Linked DNA regions of Zea mays: region 1 is linked to region 2. The links are chromatin contacts, called in public Hi-C maps. All regions are on one chromosome and are shown on one strand. Each heading gives the region's core, a stretch centred on a gene start, on an enhancer-like site or on the middle of the called end of the contact. The rest is flanking DNA. Distances are from core to core; before and after follow the strand shown.

What was found. A called contact is a pair of places that touch in the nucleus more often than the background predicts.
Region 1: a Hi-C map of tassel shows a contact between it and region 2, with 5 times the contacts expected there. The contact joins the promoter of opr8 here to the promoter of LOC100191981 in region 2. A contact is called at or near these places in 2 of 25 Hi-C or Micro-C datasets (ear and tassel).

Annotation. Positions count from the first base shown.
Region 1 is chr4:66,334,236-66,337,709 of Zm-B73-REFERENCE-NAM-5.0, forward strand. opr8 (12-oxophytodienoate reductase8) reads left to right here and starts at 2,127. Exons shown (of 5, transcript NM_001112363.2): 1 at 2,127-2,415; 2 at 2,522-2,662. The coding sequence starts at 2,312.
Region 2 is chr4:65,983,894-65,987,346 of Zm-B73-REFERENCE-NAM-5.0, forward strand. It overlaps LOC100191981 (putative DUF231 domain containing family protein), which reads right to left and starts at 1,940. Exons shown (of 5, transcript NM_001137405.3): 1 at 1,826-1,940; 2 at 1,042-1,219; 3 at 769-951; 4 at 362-557; 5 at 1-249. The coding sequence starts at 1,198.

The DNA.
Region 1 (3,474 bases), core at 877-3,376, 350 kb after region 2:
GATATTAGCTGGGCAATATGTACTTAGTGTTAGCATAATTTTTCTTGTCACTATGTGCTTCGTTTTTTTGGTAACAACTGGCGTCACCCTCCGTCTACAGTAGATACTAGTGGTTGTTTCATTGTAGCCGCTGACGCTGACCATAAAGATCGTTGTAACATCATCAGTTTCATTATTAATAAATTCACTTGTTTCTCTTAGGCCTCGTTCGCTTCAGTTGGTTTGGCTTATTCCAGGTCTGGTTCCGGGTGGAAAAATGAGCTGGTCTGAAATTCGGTCATCTCTCCATGAACCGTTCGTTTCGACCCGAATCAAAAACAAAAGCGATGTGGTTTGGAGTTTCCTCTCCCACTACTGTTCGGTACGAATCCCGGTCTTCTACCCTCCGGATCGAATCTCGGTGAGACGGCGCAACACTGGCGAGTGGCGACCGAGGAGGCGAAGAGGAGGCTGAGCGAAGTGACGGCACAACACAGCCTCGACGGTGACCCTCCCCGTCGCCTTCTCACTAGTAAGTGTTGCATCCTACCCTTTGTGTTCTTGATGTCGTTGAGCACCACGACGACGGGGATTCATGTCCGATTCTCGCCGCCCAGAGAACCAGACCCACACGGGGGGCTCTCTCCCGACACTAGATGCAAGTGCGCCCCTCGAGCTCGCTGCCCCATCTCTGCCTCATCTGCCCCCTTTCTCCTCATCCCATCCCTGCTAAGATTCGTCGTTAGTGCTAAGGTTCCTCGTGTTCTGAATGGTTTTTGAATGTACATGCTACTACTCAAATCCTGAAGCAATACCCAAGTAATACCAAGTCAGTTTTTTTACCGGAAAAAGAAAAGGCAGCAATACCACCATTCTTGCTTCCCTTGAAAAGTGCAGCGTTCGGTTATTGTGGTAACCCTGCAAGATGATTGAAAATGATGGATATACACTGGATGAATAGTTAGAGAATCCATTAGTTGCAAGCTGATTCAAATAGTTTCAGTTTGTGTTTCAGTTTCTGCTTCAGATTGTCACCATTCTTACAAGTGTATCCATGGTTTATATAAACAAATACACTAGCTGCACATTTGGATGTAAATATATGAGCAGTTCATGTTTATGCAATAGAATACACTAGTTCACTGTCTGAAAAAATATGAAGTGAGGCATATTTAATAGAAGGCTTTGATAGCAATGTGGTTCATGAGGTAAATGATGAAGTTGATGATATACTCACTGAAAGGAATGAAGATGTGCTTACAAGCTCAGATTGATTCATGAAATTGCTTTGTTTTTGTTGGTGTACCAATTTTCTGAGTTTTGTTTGCGACATTGTGTGTGGCTGAAAATTTGATTTGAACTGAAGTGATAGGATTCAATCCTTTGCTACCGAACAGATAAAAAAATGCTTCACTAGATTCATTCCAGCCGGATTAATTACATGTTCGGAATGAGTGAAAGGGCTGGCTCCACTGAATCCTGGCTTGTAACTGTTCCTAGCCTGGATTCGGTCCTGACCTGCCGAACGACCCCTTATAAAGTTTCTAAACTGGTTGTATCCGTTTCTTCTCTCTTGCGAGTCGCTGAGCCACGATACACATGCTCAAAATTGAGACTTTCCAGTTGCGGAGTTGCCACACACTAACTACAACCTCGTTACCCGGGAGTCAACTTAGGGTGTGTTGGTTGAGGAGTGGAGAAAAATAGATTGACTCCATTTCTATTTTCTGGATGTTTAGTTTCCATAAAAAGGACCCGAGCAGCTCCTTAAGTCTCCATATAAAATTTTACCATAAATAGTTGAATGCTCGAGCTACACCAAAACGACCGGATGTGAGCGCTCTCCTCACTCCCTCCTCTCTACACTTATATAGCTCTCCAACCAAATAAAAAAGGAACATATTCGCTCTATTCTACTCTTCAACTAAATAAAAAATAGAGTGCCTCCATTATGCTTACCAAGCTCAAAATAAAACGACTCCATTCTAAAAAATCTAGAAAGCTATTCCATTCTATTTGACTGTACAACCAAATCTCACCCTTAACTGCACCAGCCATGGCAGACCGCTGGTGGCTGGCACTCGCTGCTCACACTCACTGTCCAGTGTCCTTGTTGTCCACCACTCCCTCGAGTCCGTGACGCGTCAGCGTCACCGTCCGTCGTCGCAGACGAGCCCAGTGGCGACTGGCGATTCGCTTTCGAACCGCAGTCGTCCCTGCTGTGTTCCCGGTTCCCTCCCTTCCTCCTCCTATAGTTGGCTTCTCGCCACCCTCTGCCTTCGACCAACTTTCTCCCTTCTCCCCTCCCCGTTCCCCTCTCCAACTCCAATCCATGGCCTCCACGGATCGCTCCGCGCCGGCGGAGGACCAGCAACAGCCGCAGCGCCCGTCCCTCTTCTCGCCGTACCAGATGCCCCACTTCCGCCTCGCGCACCGGTGAGCCCTCCCTCGCGCCCGCCCCTTGATTCCTCGCTCCTGGGATCGATTTGGCCTGGCGCGACCTCCGCCTGGGTACTCATGCGTGTCCTGTGTACGCGCGCAGGGTGGTGCTGGCGCCGATGACCAGGTGCCGGGCGCCCGATGCGCTCCCGGGCCCCGCGCTCGCGGAGTACTACGCGCAGCGGTCCACGGAAGGCGGCTTGCTCATCTCCGAGGGCACCATCATCTCGCCCGCCGGCCCTGGGTAATCATCTTCGCTCTGGTTTGCCACTGCTTCCGGCCACCGATCCACGTCTCCGGTGACCCGTGCTGGGGTCTTAGATTACTGTGCCACGCCGCCCGCTGCCATACTCTGGACTCTGGAGTCTGGTCTTCCCTTTGGATGTCGCCTTCATGTGAGGCATGTGCGCAGCCTTGGGCCGAGAGATGCGCGCTAGATCTGGTGGAGACGTGGTCCTCTTGGCCTGCGAGTGGTGGTTGGGGTCAATTAGCAACAGCGTGCCAATTATCGGTCGTTATTTGGTGGAAGTCGTAATATAAAATCAGCAGTGTATTACTGTTCATCATGTGGGTTTGGTAATGGTTTACTTCGGTTAGTATGTTATAGTCGGTGCTGATCCAGTGGCCTGAACATATTGGACCAGTTGATTTGCCGTTCAAATGGAAGTAGAAAAATTAGAGAAAATGGAAGCCTTCTCCTGACCCGTGGTCAAATGGAGAGGGGTTGTTGGGGGTGGAAAGTACAGAAGTTTTCTTGGATCACACCTACTGCGCATGGAGATCTGGAACGGTCGTACTTATCTGCTTAAAATAAAGTTGTCTACTGAGTGTTGCTCTGGATTCGCAAATTATTTTCAGTCAAAAGAAAGCAAGAGCCGACAAACGTTATAGACAAAATACTGAAATGAATTGAGGCATCCGTCAGCTGCTGAATCCAATAGAAATGGATTACAACAGAAAAGGCGGAAGGGGATCAGTATGGTCCTTTCCCCTACACATTCTGTAACACCAAAGTGAGATCGTGTTATAGAGTTTAGAGCTCTGTAGAGATTCTTT
Region 2 (3,453 bases), core at 690-3,189:
GATGGGTTCAGGGGCTCCAAATCACAGAGCGTTGATGACCAGTGGTATAGAATTGTTGTGTTGGTGCTCGGGAACCGGTAGGCCCAGCCGTCTGGCCTTTTTGCACCCGGCGCTAACACAAAGCCATACTCTGCGCCAACATCTTCTACATCCAGCCTCTCCTTTCCACCAGTGACCATACACATCATCGACTGAAACATCTGCCTCCCTAGAGAATCGCCCACGTAAGCGATGGTTTTATCCTGCATTCTGAAACATATCCAGATTAGTGTTTCTGTGATGTGCTGATTCAAATATTTAGCCAAACAGCACGACATACACCATCTCTAAATTCATCGGAGGTTGGCTATGTAGTATGCACCTTCTCAAGAACTGGGAGGCCTCAAACTCTGGCATCTCACAAGCTTCAGGCTGCCATCTGAATTTTTCATACGCGAAATCTTTTCGCTGGGTTAGTCTGCAGGACCAACTCTCTGAAAGCCACTGCTTACAACCAAACCCTGAGTATAGTGGTCTACGATTGTCAGAAACCCACTTTCCATTCCTGTACTCGCATTCTGTAGGACAGATAAGTGAACATCACATACAGATTAAAGCAACATAACCTGTGCGCCAGCTAATGCACAAGCAAACTGAACAGGAAATAATCTTCTGGATTTTGTGCAAAGGCAATATGAGAAATATGTCAATGGAGAAAACAAGCACATTTGTATGCTCGCATAAGAAATAAATTTATGGTTTCTCTAGCAGCCACAAAGATGAGTATACCTTTCTTCTCAGGAGGTGGCACTTCATTCCCATCTGCAACATCAACAGAATAGCCTATCGTAGACAATGGTGGCAGCGCACTAGTAACCGGCTTTTCTACTTTACCTACTGACCGGTGTGATCGATCTGCACTTGAAAAGTCTTCTTCTGGGGATGTATGCTGGTCTACAAACTTCAAGTTAGCTGCAAGTTCGAAGGAAGATGAAAACAGAGGTCAATGTAGCAAGAAGAAGCTTAAAGAGAGGTAACGTCTCTGTGTGCTTTAAAGATGACCTGGATGAGTCAGAACCAACGGATCTGGCTGGAGGATTTCGGAATCGTAGTATGACGAGCCCTTCTCCCATTTCCAGAGAACAAACAACATGAAGAACGCAAGGATGACAAGTTTAAGCTGCGTGAACCGCAAGCCGTTTATACTCCCAAGCCTCATCCTTTTCTTTTTACCTGTGCTCTGTGACATAGAAGTATCCTTCGCGTTAGAATCGACGAGCGCTTGGAAGCCATCCATCCCCGTGCAAAAAAGTAGGAAAAATGTCGACACTAAACCGTTTACGCTTATTAACAAGAAACACCTTCAGCGGAAATGTAAGGTGCAGACCGCGTCACTGATCCGCTGCCGACAGGTCCCAGCGATGGAGAGGGGCGACGAGCAGCTTGGGCGCGTGAGGACGGCGGATGCAGGGCGATGGAGCGTGCGCGCGCGCGCAAGCAGCAGCGCATCTCAGAATGCGCCGGCGACGCAAACCCTAGCCACCATGGCTGCTTTCCTTTGGGAAGCTCCCATCTTCTGAGAGCCAGCACGACCAACCACCGGAGCTAGAGGAGGAACGGATTGAAGCCTCACCTCATCACCTCACATCCAGAAGAACCCAACCCCGAGCGATCTTCTAAGGAAGAAGTGAAGCGGCCAGGAGCAGGAATCTAATCTCACCCGCCAAACACGGCGCCCAAACCCCAACCCGACAACAACCGGGAATTCGCAGTGGCCGAACCCCGATCTCCGAGAACGGCGAGGCGGTACGAAGGAATGAAGAGTGGGAGATAGAGAGGCACGAACCTGGTTCGCTTCCGCTCCGCCGCGCGTTCGTGGGAGTGGCGGCTCCGGTAGTGACGGAAATGTAGCGGTTGAAGGTCTGGTGGGGTTGGGAGTGGAAAGTGGGGACCGGGTGGGGTGGGGTGGGGTGGGGAGGGCGACTGCGCGGGCGGGACGGGGCGGGGTGGAAAGGAATCGGGAAAAGGGTGTGGAAAAGAAAAGGAAATAAAAGGAAATAAAGGGCACCTAATGTTTGGATCTCTGAAAAAAAATTAGATCTGCAAAATTAAATCTGGATTTACAATTTAATATGTAGCAGCTCTAATAGTGAATCTGAGATCTATTGTAGAACTATTTGATAAATATAACAGTTTCAGATTTATGCAGGGATAATTATATTAGAATTATATATTTTAGCTTTAAGATGGACCCCACATCTTGTTTCTTCCTTCTTCACTGCTAAAACAAAAAAAAAAACAAAAAAGTCACGGCACACCGTCAAGACGCGGTGAGCCTGTCAGACAATCGACAAGAGGTGAATGGCAGGGCGGCGTTGGACAAGCGTGAGGACAGAGGGGCGACGCACGACCTCCTAGGGCAGGACGTGTGGCCAGTCAGGGGCGATCGGCGACGTGTGGCAGCCCAAGGATGGGGACAGTGGAGAGAAGAAACAACTAGGAAGGAAGGAAAAAAGAACGGAACTGTACGTTTGTGTAATACTAGTCGGTTACTCATTCGTTGCGATGGCTCACAACAATATCCACGTAAATTATCCACCAAAAAGATCTCAAGATTTTTTATTGATTGTCTTCGCTCTTCGCATAATATTTTTATGAATGCACGGGTACCATAGGCAGCAAATCAGAGACTCTCATCCCTCGCCTCCCCCACTTCTAAGGTTTCGCAGAGCAGGAGGGGAAGGAAAGAGGCGGACATACCTGTTCGTTGCTGGAGAAGGACACGACGAAGACCTGGGTATCTGAAGGCGACATAGGTAGTATACCGCTAGATATATAGGGAGATAGCACGCAAGTGGAGAAAGAAACCCAGCCGGAGCAACTCCAAACCGAGAGGCACCCGCACCAGGTGTCAATCCGAGAAGGACTAGAGAATACGAGTGTCTTCCCAACCCTGGACCCGCCGAAGCGACACAACACCACCACCAACTCCGTGCATATGCCGACTGCTGCCACGCTACAGGCCTTGGTTGTCCAATATCTTAGAGTGGACTCCTCATCGCCAAGATAACTTAAGCGTGGCAGGCGTCACCATGTCCTCCTCGACGACACGCACGGAGAAAGGTCAGGAGCATGACCAACTCGCCCCGTACCCGCGTCGATGAGCGTCGGTCGGCTCGCCACTGCCCTCGTCCGTTCCCCAAGCGCTCCGGAGCTCGCATTCGAGGTGAGCAACCTACCCATACCTTTATTGCGCCAAGTACCGCCCCAGTGCCCACGAAATTCTTCGCCGGAGTTGATCCGCGCCGCCGTAGGACGCCTCGCCGTGTTCTGCGCCCTCTGTTGCCCCCATGTCGGTTTTGCGCCCATGGCTGGGTTCGCCAGATCGCCCTGAGCGCGCTCGAGCTATTCCCCAAACCCCTAGAGCCCCGTCGTGGCCATCCCCTCGTCTCCGGCGAGACCTCGCCGCGGGGT